Regions from separate parts of the Sus scrofa genome. Here region 1 is linked to region 2. A link is a contact called in public HiChIP or PLAC-seq data. All regions are on one chromosome and are shown on one strand. Each heading gives the region's core, a stretch centred on a gene start, on an enhancer-like site or on the middle of the called end of the contact. The rest is flanking DNA. Distances are from core to core; before and after follow the strand shown.

What was found. HiChIP or PLAC-seq counts read pairs in DNA pulled down with a chosen protein or histone mark.
Region 1: an H3K27ac HiChIP or PLAC-seq map of alveolar macrophages shows a contact between it and region 2. The contact joins the promoter of C5H12orf4 here to the promoter of NDUFA9 in region 2. A contact is called at or near these places in 1 of 5 promoter capture datasets (liver), 5 of 47 Hi-C or Micro-C datasets (epiblast stem cells, heart right ventricle, liver and 1 more) and 1 of 2 datasets of contacts at active chromatin or transcription factors (alveolar macrophages).

Annotation. Positions count from the first base shown.
Region 1 is chr5:65,892,774-65,899,608 of Sscrofa11.1, reverse strand. C5H12orf4 (chromosome 5 open reading frame, human C12orf4) reads right to left here and starts at 2,084. Exons shown (of 14, transcript NM_001243413.1): 1 at 2,019-2,084. It overlaps RAD51AP1 (RAD51-associated protein 1), which reads left to right and starts at 2,399. Exons shown (of 9, transcript XM_001926380.4): 1 at 2,399-2,569; 2 at 6,668-6,717. The coding sequence starts at 2,553.
Region 2 is chr5:65,785,438-65,791,779 of Sscrofa11.1, reverse strand. NDUFA9 (NADH dehydrogenase [ubiquinone] 1 alpha subcomplex subunit 9, mitochondrial) reads left to right here and starts at 3,077. Exons shown (of 11, transcript XM_003126560.5): 1 at 3,077-3,212. The coding sequence starts at 3,164. It also overlaps a transcript of AKAP3 not described here.

The sequences.
Region 1 (6,835 bases), core at 835-3,334, 110 kb before region 2:
ATTCTATTTTCTCACATTATCATGCTCCATGATAAGTGACTAGACATAGTTCCCAGCGCTACAGAGCGGGATCTCATTGCTAATCCATTCCAAAGGTAATAGCTTGCATCTATTAACCCTAAACTCCCAATCCACCCCGCTCCCTCCCCCCAACCTCCTGGCAACCACAAGTCTATTCTCCAAGTCCATGATTTTCTTTTCTGTGGAAAGGTTCATTTGTGCCGTATATTAGATTACATATATAAGTGATATCATACAGTACTTGTCTTTCTCTTTCTGACTTACTTCACAGAACTAGAACAAACAATCCCAAAATTTATATGGAACCACAAAAGACCCAGAATCACCAAAGCAATTCTGAGGAACAAAAACCAAGCAGGAAGCATAAATCTCCCAAACTTCAGGCAACATTACAAAGCCACAGTCATCAAGGCAGTGTGGTACTGGTATCAAAACAGACATACAAACCAGTGGAACAGAATAGAGAACCCAGAAAGAAACCCAGACACCTATGGTCAGTTAATCTTTGACAAAGGAGGCAAGAACATTAAATGGGAAAAAGACAGTCTATTCAGCAAGCATTGCTGGGAAACCTGGACAGCTGCATGTAAAGCAATGAAACTAGAACACACCCTCACGGCTTGCACAAAAATAAACTCAAAATGGCTGAAAGACTTAAATATAAGACAAGACACCATCAAACTCCTGGAAGATAACATAGGCAAAACATTCTCTGACATCAACCTTATGAATATTTTCTCAGGTTAGTTTCCCAAAGCAACAGAAATAAAAGCAAAAATAAACCAATGGGGGAGTTCCCGTGGTGGCGCAGTGGTTAACGAATCTGACTGGGAACCATGAGGTTGCAGGTTCGATCCCTGCCCTTGCTCAGTGGGTTAACAATCTGGCGTTGCCGTGAGCTGTGGTGTAGGTCGCAAACGCGTTTCGGATCCTGTGCTGCTGTGGCTCTGGCGTAGGCCCCTAGCCTGGGAACCTTCATATGTTGCAGGAGCGGCCCAAGAAATGGCAAAAAGACAAAATAAATAAATAAAATAAACCAATGGGACCTAATCAAACTGACAAGCTTTTGCACAGCAAAGGAAACCAAAAAGAAAACAAAAAGACAATTTATATAGTAATCTTTTAAAAATGCCTACCAGAACATGTTGCTCATCTGCTTTAAATCCGTCTATGACTCTCCATTGCTGTTAGGATACAATTCAAACTCCTTAACGTAGTTTACTCTGCCTCTGCTTATACTCCAGACTCTTCTTTCAGCACCTGCACCTCCTCTTCGCAACACAAATTCAGACTTTACTTTTCAACCTATACTGAAAATTTTTCAATACCGAACCTCTCTTGCCACTCCCTACCTTTCAGAACGCTTTTCCTATGCCTAGGGCACTCTTACTGCTCTTTTTCCCATGCCACGTCTCAGCATGGATAGGCCCCAGAAAGCCTTTTAACTTGTAGGACCGTCATTAGGCTTAACCAAATAATAAATACGAAGCATCTGACAAACATAAGATGACAAATAACTAGAAGCTAGTAAAAGTAATAAATAATAATAGAAAGAAGCTGTAAGAATATATCAGAGAAAAAACCCGAGCTGCTAACTGAATACACATGATGCAGGCAAAGGAACATCTTGCACGGAATTGAAGACTACGGAAATAACGGGTTTATAGTCTAATCTTGTTTAGGGTCAATATTTTCAGTAAACAAAAACCATTAATTATGGTTTCAACTGGTGCAACCTTTAGGCTTACTATGTTTCAACAAATTAATACTTTAGTTCCCTCTCCCCGATTTGTTATTATTAACAGAGCTGAAATCAAATGTGAGAAGGGCCGGACCAAACTCACTCCGCCAATTGAGTGGAGGTTCTGAGGTTTAAATAAGCCAGGAAAGGGAGGGCAGACTGTCTCGGCGAGAAGCCCCAGCCGAGGGAGGGGAACAGCCCCCCTGTTAAAGGGTTTCGGTTTTAAGTGCCTTCCTCGCTCCCGCCGCGGGCTCACCTCTCCCAGTCCTACAGGCCCCAGCGGTCCTCTCACTTCTCGCTGTCAATGAGCCTTGGCGCAGAATTGGTCAGCTGACTACAGCCTGATTTTTCACAGCTGGAAGATCCGTTTCAGCAGATTCGTTTAATCTTTTCCTCTTTCCTGGCATCCCATGGAAAATTTATGGCTCTATATGTCCTGTCGTTCCATACTGCCCTTAATGTAATAATTTAAAAAGTGTAGGAAGGTGTATTTCTACTGTTATTTTACACTTGAGGGACGACGCTGAAGCCACTGTTGTGACGAAAGTGCAGTGGCGAAACAAGAACTCGACTCTGGTGAACCGGATGCGGAAAGGCGGTGCCTCGGGAGGGCGTGAACTAACGCGCGCTTTTCAGAGCGCATGCGCGGCAACCGGGATGGCCGGTGAGGATTGGAGGGCTGACGGCCGGGCGGAGCGCTGTGGATTTGGTTTTAGGCGGGAATTGGAACTGCAGCGGCAGATGCCAGCAGGAGTCTAAGAAGTGCATATTTCCTACCTTGGAGGAGACCATGGTGCGGCCTGCGAGGTGAGTAGTTCGTGGTATCCGGGCGGGATGGGGTGGAAGGGCGGGAGGTCGCTGCAGGCCGCGTCTGCTGCACAGGATGGAGGAGTAGGCCAGAGGACCAGGATAGCGATGGCGGGGCGGGGTGGACAGTCACTGGGAGACGCGCCAGCCCCCAGTGAGAGCCTCCCACTCCTCTGAAGGGCCCTATCATCCTGGCTGTTTCCGTCTCTTGCCTCCCTCGGCAGTTACTGCCCTTTCTTTTATCCATCTCGTTCAAATAAGACCTGCTTACATTGCTCTGCGTTTCACCGAGCTCCTGCTTATGTGTTACTTCATTTATTCATCTCTATACTTCTTTGATATAGAAAGTTTAGGTCTCCCCATTTTATCATTTTTACGCTAGGCATAAAAGCCAGGTTACCTGAGTCACAGAGCTAGTAAGTCAGTTGGCGCCGGCTCCTCTGCGTTTTCCATTAAATGTACTCTTTGAAACTGTTCCTCTCCTTAACCACAGTCGAGTGCCATGGCGACTTAGGGTCGGCTATTCATTTAGTAGTTTTGGATGTATTTACTTCTGTACTGTGCTAGGTGCTGGAGGTTGCATTCTAGTCAAGGGATGAGTTTAGGGGACTGAAAATAAACATCACAACGTGAGACAGAGTGAGAAGGAAGAAAGCCCTACTTCAATTAGTTAAAATTCTGTTGAAATGTGGCTAATTTATAATGTTTTGTTTCTGATGTACAGCAAAATGATTCAGTTATATATATGTATATGATATGTATCTCATATATTTGTTTTTATGTTCTTTACTATAGTTTATTATGGAATGTTGAATATAGTTCCCTGTGCAGTAGGACCTTGTTGTTTATCCATTCTATATATAATAGTTTGCATCTGTTAATCCCTAACTCCTTATTTATCTCTTCCCCACCTCCTTTCCCCTTTGGTAACAATAAACTTGTTTTCTATGTCTGAGTCTGCTTCTGTCTTGTAAATACATTCATTTGTGTCATATTTTAGATTTCACATATAAGTGATAGGACAAATATGTCTTTCTCTTTCTGATCTGCTTCATTCAATATGACAATCTCCAGGTCCATCCATGTTGCTGAAAATAACATTTCATATTTTTTATGGCTGAGTACTATTCCATTGTGTGTATATACCACATCTTCTTCAATCATTTGTTTTTTTTTTGTTTTTTGTTTTTTTGTCTTTTTGTCTTTTTTGTTGTTGTTGTTGTTGTTGCTATTTCTTGGGCCGCTCCCGTGGCATATGGAGGTTCCCAGGCTAGGGGTCCAATCGGAGCTGTAGCCACCAGCCTACGCCAGAGCCACAGCAACGCAGGATCCGAGCCGCGTCTGCAACCTGCACCACAGCTCACGGCAACGCCAGATCATTAACCCACTGAGCAAGGGCAGGGACCGAACCCGCAACCTCATGGTTCCTAGTCGTATTTGTTAACCACTGTGCCACTACGGGAACTCCTTCAATCATTTGTTGATGGACATTTAGGTTGCTTCCATGTCTTGGCTATTGTAAATAGTGCTGTTATGAATATTGGGATGCATGTATCTTTTAGAATTAGTTTTTTTCCAAAGATAGGCCCAGGACTAGGGTTGTAGGATCATACAGTAGTTCTGTATTTAGTTTTGTGAGGAACCTCCATGCTATTTTCCATAATGGCTGCACCAACTTACAATTTGCATTCCCACCAAGAGTGTAGGAAGGTTCCCTTTTCTCCAGACCCTCTTCAGCATTTATTATTTGTAGACTTTATTGTGTGTGTGTGTCTTTTTGCCATTTCTTGGGCTGCTCCTGCGGCATATAGAGATTCCCAGGCTAGGGGTCGAATCGGAGCTGTAGCCGCCGGCCTACGCCAGAGCCACAGCAACGCGGGATCCGAGCCACGTCTGCGACCTACACCACAGCTCACGGCAACGCCGGGTCGTTAACCCACTGAGCAAGGGCAGGGACCGAACCCTCAACCTCATGGTTCCTAGTCGGATTCCTTAACCACTGAGCCACGACGGGAACTCCATGACCCCTACTTTAAATAGGGTAGTTAGGGAGTTCCCTAGTTCCCTGATGGCCTAGCAGTTAAGGATTTTGTGTTGTCACTGCTGTGGCTTGGATTTGATCCCTGGCCAGGGAATTTCTGCATGCTGTGGACACATCCAAAAGCAGACGGTGGTGGAGGAGTTAGGACAGGCCCTTCCCAGGAGACAATGCAGCAGCTGAGATATGGGTGATAAGAAGGAACTCTGCAGTCAAAGTCCAGGGCAGTCCAGGCAGAGGGAATAAGAGCCAAGGCCCTGAGTTTGACCATGTTCGAGGGACTGAAAGAAGATCCCTAAGGCTATGGCATTAGCCAGCAACAGGGACAGTTATAGGGGGTTAGATCAGAGAAACAGACAGGGTCCAGAGTAGGTAGGGCCCTGAAGGCTTTAGAAAGGAGGTTGGATTTTATTCTAAGCACAGTGGGAGGTCAGTGGAAGGGAGAGAAATCTAATTTGGGTTTTACATAGTGCACTGGCTGCTGGTAGAGAGTGAGTGGAGGAGGGGATGACCAGAAGGGGCACAGGGAAACCAGCTAGGAGGTGGTTTATCGTTAGGTAGTGGCTGGAGTACGGTGTTATCAGTGGATGTGGAATGGGACAGGCGAATTTGGGATAGATTTTGGAGATATTGCTGACAACTTGGGATGAAGTAGATGTGGAGGGAAGGAAAAAGGAGAATCAGGGATGAGTCCCCAATATCTTTAGGCTGAGCTACTGAGTGGATGATCTTTGTTATTAACTGGGGTGGGGAGGACCAGGAAAAGGTTCAGAGCATATGGCAGATCAAGATTTCCATTTTGAACATGAGTTTAAAATGGGTTCCAAATGTCCAAGTAGCAAAGACATCCTCCCTTTGCCTGGAACAGTGGTTTTCAAAGAATGATCTGCAGACCCCTAGGGGTCTCTGAGACCCTCTCAGGAGGTCCATGGAATCAAAACTATTTTCATGATAATATTAAGACATTGTATGCTTTTCTTAACCATTCTGCCATTTGCACTGCACTGGAGGTAGAAATGCTGGGGCCTTAACACGAATCAAGGCAGTGGCACCAAACTATACAAGTAGTCATCTTTTGGTGTTTTTTTTTTTTGTTTGTTTGTTTTGTTTTGTTATTGTTTGTTTGTTTTTTTAATACTGCTATGTGCTCAGAGTAAAAACAAGAAAATGCCACTTTCACTTAAGAGAGTCCTTGGTGAAACAGAATTATTATACTCATTGTAGCCCAACCGCATACTCTTTTTTTAAAGTAGGTTTGATTTTATCTTACTATTATTCAATCCCAGTATCTCTAAGGAGGTTTCCATATTTTATTCAGCTCTCAAATTCCTGCTCCAAAGAGTGGGAGAGTAACCAGAGTAGGCTTGGTTTTAATACCCTGCGTGAGGAAATGAGGATGCATAAAGTGTGAGCCCTGAGCCACTTTTTCCATAGAACATCATTTTCACTTGAAAGTCCCAACTGACTGACAAGCTGGGTTATACGCACTTAGGTGTTTGGCAGAAGATAAAAGTGAAAACTAGAGTAGAGTTCAGTTCAGTGACTAGAGGCAATGACTTCATTTTACTCACTTTGACTATCTATCTCTTTCTTCCAGTGACCTGTAACGCAGCATGTAGATTCATTTCAGGTAGCTAGTACAAAGTCAGTCACGTGTTTTAAATGTCTCTGGTGTAATGAACATTATTTAATATTATGGGAGATCAAATAAAGCGGTTTTTAGTGTCAAGAAACTTAAAATGTCATGAAGAAGACGGAATGCATGTATAAAAGGAAAGAATACACACACCAGGAACGTTGACATACCCAAGAGCAGTTAAACAGTCTGTAAACTTTAACTGTTAATTATATTGATTATTTTTACTTTGTGTCTTATCTGAATTACTTTTTCCCCTTATCAAGGGAAAATACTTGCTGTAAAATACAAATCATGTTTTTAATTTATATATTCTTAAGGGAATCCAAACACGTTTTTATTTACTCAAGACTGTTAACAGCCTTAAGGAGTTGAGGTGAGAAATTGACATTTGTGTAAACGAAAATTTCTGTCTTGGTCACAGGCATAAGAAGCCAGTCAATTACTCCCAGTTTGAGAACTCTGACAGTGATGGTAAGTAGAGCTTCTTATTTCTGCTTTAAAGATTTAGAAATTTATTTCCTCACAAATTATAGGGTGTGTGTGTGTAGCCAAAATAGTGAACATATTACCCAATTATATGGGAGATAGG
Region 2 (6,342 bases), core at 1,828-4,327:
GAATTGGGACTTGGAGCTGTACCAGTCTGATTTTGTTATGACAGCACTGGAAAAACAAACTTTTGGACTAGCCACATATGAAGAGGAAAAGTCAGCAGGTAGTGAAACTTCCAGTCTCATCATCGAATTGGAGAGCAGAGAGTAAGACCCTCCCATTTCCCTAAAAGTATGGTCAAGGGGGTCTGGTCAATCTGCAACAAAATTAAAACTTCGACAGCAAAGATAAAGTTTTAGCTGCAGAGGGAGAGGCTATTTCCAGAAGGATCTGATGTGAAATTAAAACTGGGCAAAGAGGGAGGCTCAGTTGAATAATAAAAGCTACCCATCACTTGTGACTGAATTCTCCCTTTTAACAGCAGAGGATCAGAAAATGGGCTGTCTCATCAGTCCAGTGGGATTTCCTACCTCCGTAGCACTGGAATCGTGAACCACAGAAGATTCCAGAATATACTTTTCAAGTCAATGAAGATGCTGGGATGTTTGTGCTCAGCTCAAGATCTTGTTTCCTCCCCCAGCCTTCCATGCACCTCCCCCTTGTTGGGACTGGAGAGTGACATCAGAATCACAACCGGTGATATCACTGTCTCTATAGCAACAGTGGGGAGGCTCAAAGGACAAGGGGAGGAGTGATGATACACTCCAAACCTCTGATGCTCAGTATGGAAGGACTGGGCTTGCATTCTCTGGATTAATTTTCCCATTTGGATGTCTAATTTTGGTAGGGAATATGGGAGGGGGAAATTACGTCAATGGAGTCCTCTTAAAACAACAAAGTATTATGTGTTAACAAAACCAGATGGGTGCAGAGAGTAAGAAATCCAAGAACTGAGTCTACTAAGTTTTTTATGCAAAGCTCAAGGGATCGCCCATTTTGGGTGATCCAGCCTGGACTCTTTCTAATTTAGGCATCTTACCTTTCATAAAAATACAAATTTTGAGATGTTTTACTTAAACTGACCATCTCTGTGTTATAATAAATCTCAGAGTAGCCCTAATCCATGCTTTGCAATTCTCGACCTAAGGAACAGTACTGGGAAATGGAGCGGAGACCCAGAGGCATTGGGTTGGCAAATTCTAGGCTTGAGAATTTACTAGTAATGCAATCTCTTTGCATTGTCACCTTAGGTACTCTTAATGACTCTCTGAACAAGGTTATGAGACAAAGATTAAAATCACTAATGAATTCAAATGTGACTAGTTTATTATAAGCATCCTTCAAATGGTTTTTTATATTCCATTTCAGTTTCTTCATGTTTAAAATAAAGAAGCTGGGTTTATTGATCTCTTAAGGTCCCTTTTAGTCCTAACATCTTGTGATTTTGATAATTCAGTGGTATGTGAATATAACTGCATGAACACACGTACAACACTTCGCAGCTGACAAAGCGCCTTCACATTCATGTCATCTGATCCTTACCCAGCTCACAACTAATACCTGGTAGACTAGGACTGGGATCAAACATTCTGAGTACCTCTTTCAATGCTATCATGCCACCTTGAAACTAATATTAACAGGAGGTGCTGTCTGACTTGAAGATAAAACCTAACATAACTGGCAATATTATACAGGTTTTAGAATGCTGCTGATGGAAGTTCCCTTGTGGCGCACTGGATTAAGGATCCAACATAGGTTCAATCCCTGGCATGGGAACTTACACGTGCCATGGGTGCAGCCAAAGGAGAAAAAAAAAAAGTTGCCGATGATAATGGGATTTGTCAATTTATCATAACCAGGAAAGTGAGTTTTTATTTACGTTGACTCCAGAATCAAATATTAGCAAAATGTGAGCACTCAGTGAACAAAAGATGAGGCCAAAAAATAGGAAAGTGCAACATTAGTAAAACTCTCTGATACAATTTCTTCAAGAGTTTTTTTCTTCTTCCAATTCACTTTGGTAGATGACACTTCAGTAAACGGTGGGGGTGGGGCAGAGTGAGAACAATCAATCTTAGAAGTCTAGTAACAGGCCACTTCTACTCACTGCAGGCGTACTGTCCATCCCCAGCAACGTACACTTCCTTCTTCCTGAAAAAACAAAACACTAAAGAAATGATCGAGTCTAAAAAGATTCCCCCAAACTAATTTGTTTTTCTGATAAACCCAAGATAGATGTCTCAGGACAGGCTGCAGGTCGCTGTTCCTACTCAGGGGATCTTGAGGGTTGCCCTGAAGGAAGTATTTTAAAATGCGAGTATTTATCTTATCTTTCTGGGGTTTCCACAAGCTCTAGATACTTTCTGGAACAATGCAGGGTCTCAAAGGGACCCACAATTAAAGAAAAATTATAAACCATTGCGCTAGAGAAAGCCGTCTTTAGTTTCTTCCTAGAAAAATGTGCAGGTGTATATCTGACCACTAAATTTCACATGACATTTAAGGAGGTTCACGGACTTCCCAAAGCCCACCTCTGAGTACTCCAAGTTTAAGAATCTCTGGATTCACGTCAGGTGGTGAGATAAGGGCTTTGATAAGCCAGAGTTAATTAAAGGACATACGGAATGACATAAGACATCGGTCTCCGAGGTCTCCCACAAGCAGAAACTTGAGCTGGTGAGCACGCCAGGAAGCAGGAACAGCAAAAGCAAAGGCTTCCAGGACAGAACCTGCTCGGCGAGTTCGACGAACGCATCCTTTCTCACATCCAGTCCCTGTCCTCACTTTTTATCTCCGCGTCCCTGCCCTTAGCCTTAGCTTTCTCCTTAAAGAAGCTTCCAGAGCGCAGGGGCCACGCCTTCTCCATCCCTGCCTCACTGGAGCCGCCGCATCCGACAATCTCAGGAAACAATGGCCTGAGAGTCCGGGGAGGTGAACCCCTCCAGCGCGATGCTGCCATCTTGGCTCTCAGCCAGTCACTGGTTCACCCTGAACTTCAGGTTTCTTGACAATAAGAAGTTATCTTTACAATCCGCTCTGTAGCTGGGATTTCGACACCGGGACTCTTCTCTTCCTACTTCCTCTCTTCCCCGTCTCCTTCCGGTTGTCCCAGCCCCTTTCGCTAGCCCTCCGACTTTCCTCCGGGCCTCTCTCCTACCCTTCTCCAACCTCTGACCCGCCCCTTCCGTTCCCAATTGGCGCCTGCGCAGACGGCCGAGAAAAATGACTTTTGACTCAGCTTAGTATCCGTAGTCGGCTGAGAGCCGGCGGGGTGGATTGTGGGAGAAGATGGCGGCGGCCGTTCACCCCCGGGTTGTCCGGGCCGTGCCAATGTCACGTAAGTGTCACAGGGAACAGCGGCCCGCATAGGCATTCCGAGGGGCAGATCTAAAGTTTTAGGAGCGGCGCCTTGCTGCAGCGGTCGCGCTGACTCTCTGGGCACCCTGGCTTTTCTAGATCCGGAGCTACCTCTGTCCAGTTTCTCCTTTCCTCTCCTCTCTCCCTGGTTCACATATTAAATTGTGCCCTTGGGAAGGCTCTTCGCTGAGAGAACGTGAAGAACGCGAAAGGAAGGAGAACAAGTGGGGGTCTTGTGTAAAAGATCGAGAGACTCAGATTTTTGATAGGGTTGTAAGGGCTTGGGGCAATAAGTATTGGGGGCGCGGGGAAGGAACCTGAAAAGGACGGGAAAAGGGATAGTGGAGAAAAGGTTCTTCATGGATTGACTTTATGATCTTGTGCAATCCCCTCTTTGGTCTCAACTTCAGATTCTGCGTATCACCCTAAAGATGATAACACCATAAAGTCGGGGATTTCTGAGGAGATTCAATGAAGTAGTATTTATAAAAGCACTTTTCTAATTCAAAAGCATCTCTACAGATGTACAGAGTGCTTTGTGGAGGCGTTGGGGCCTGGGGGTGTAAGAGATGCACGGAAAGAGAAAAACCAGGAGATTGGTGGGAAAGAAACAGAAAAAGAATATAAAGGAATATTTTAGGATTTGTCTAAGTGTAGTTTATTTTTCCTAATATTCTGATTTAATCTGCTATGGTTCTCAAATTGAAAACAGTTAATCCTTACATTCTTTAAGAGAGGCTATAAAAAGTAGTTCCCCTTGTGGCTAAACTTAGGGAACTCGACTAGTATCCATGAGGAAGTGGGTTCGATCCCTGTCCCTGATCAGTGGGTTATGAGTTAAGGATCCAACACTGCTGTGAGCTGTGGTGTAGGTTGCAGACTTGGTTTGGATCCCGCAGTTGCTGTGGCGGTGGTATAGGCTGGCAGCTGCAGCTAGCCAGGAAATGTCCATATGCTGTGAAATTTCCATATGCTACAGTTGTGGCCCTAAAAAGGAGGAAAAGAGAGAGAGAGGCTATAAACGCAAAGAAATTGGAAATGCAGTTAGACTTCATCATCCTTCTTTCACCCTCCTTCACAAACATGCCCCCCCACCTCCAAAAATTGCATTTTTCTGTGGTGTATTTTATTTATTATAGAGTATCATTTGCTTTCAAAATCAGGTGCATGTCAGAATCATTCTCAAAGCTTTGTAACAAATATAAATGGGGGCTCATTGAGGAGCTATAGAATCAGAATTTTTGAGGCTGACTTCCTGCACCTTAAATTTTAAAAAGCTCCACAGGTAGTTCTAATGTTCAGGCTGAGGTGAAAGGGATATCTGGAGAATTCTGTGCTGTTTTCCATCTTGGGCAGAGCTCCTCTGTGCACCTGGGAAGGTGATTGGTGCACATCCTTTATAAGGGACGGTTTTGTAGTCCTGACTTCTTTGCAAAGACATTTGCTGGTTCTTGTTAAACTCTTGCATTGACATCACATAATGTAGGTTGTGAATGGTGCTAACTGCTATTTATCGAAGACCTACATCTGCTAATCACAGTTCTAGATGTTTTCATAAGTTTTTTTTTTTTTTTTTTTTTTTTTAATGGATACTGTAGCTTGTGCTCTTTACTCCTCTGCTTTATTGTCTCTGGTAAAGTAAACTTTGGAGTAAACTCTGAAGAGGCAAGTCTTGTGTGTAACATAATCAGAACACTACAGAACAGAACTGTGTGAAACATATGTAGTGAAATGTGGAGAGACTATCAATTACCATAGGAAATCGGAAAAGGGAAAGTTAGATCCTTTCAAGTACAGAGGGACAATCAGAAGACCTGTGGAGAATTGCAGCAGTTCCACTGATTTTTTTTAGCGTTGCTATCTTCTGGAAAGTCCTAGAGGCTGAACGTTTTCCTGGCACTTGGGGATGAGAATGGAGGCAGGAAGTACGTAGGAGGCAGCGATATGGCTGCCTAAAGGTCTGGAATAGTAGGAAAGGAGGTTGAATATGTTAAATGAGATCAAATAATGGAGGCGTTTGAAAACCACTCAGAGTTTAGACCAGTGGTCTTCCAAGTGGGATTTGCAAGAGGAACTGACCGTATATAAAAATACAATAAATATCAGGAGTTCCCATCGTGGCTCAGTGGTTAACGAATCTGACTAGGAATCATGAGGTTTGGGATTTGATCCCTGGCCTTGTCCAGTGGGTTAAGGATCCAACGTTGCCGTGAGCTGTGGTATAGGTTGCAGACGAGGCTCGCATCCCGCATTGCTCTGGCATAGGCCGGCAGCTACAGCTCTGATTAGATCCCTAGCCTGGGAACCTCCATATGCCGAGCTTGTGGCCCTAGAGAAAGGCAAAAAGACCAAAAAAAAAAAAAAAAAAAAAAAAAAAAAAAATGCAATACCAGAACTTAAAGAGGGGAAAAAAAAGAGTTTTCTTTAACGGTAATAGTAGCTAACACATCATTCAAACTATATACCAAACACTGTTCTAAGTGCTTTAATGTGTGTTGCATAATGTGTATAACGTATTGGTACTACATACAACATGTGTGATATACACATAAATACTTTATTTTTTATTATTATTATTTTTTTATGGCCGCTCTTGGGACATGTGGAGGTTTCCAGGCTAGGGGTTGAGTCAGAGCTACAGCTGCCAGCCTACGCCAGAGCCACAGCAACGCCAGATCCAAGCCACATCTGTGAGCTACACCACAGCTCACGGCCATGCCAGATCCTTAACCCACTGAGCAAGGCCAGGGATCAAACCTGCATCTTCATCAATGCTAGTCAGGTTTGTTTCCACTGAGCCTCAACAGGAACTCCACATAAATACTTAAAAGCAGTGTGCAAGCAAATATATTTGGAGACTACTGGTTTAGATATTATAGTAGGAAACCAAAGTAGGTTTTTGAGCAGAGAAATAAAATGAATAAAGAATATTTCTAATGGTGTTCATAATAAAGGGAAGAAAATGGAGAGGCTGGAGCCAAAGAAGGTAGTTAACATATTTATTGAGGACCTACAATGTGCAGGGCACCATGACATACTTACCCCTTTATTATTATTATTATTGTTATTGTTATTATTTGCTTTTTAGGGCTGCATCTGTGGCATATGGA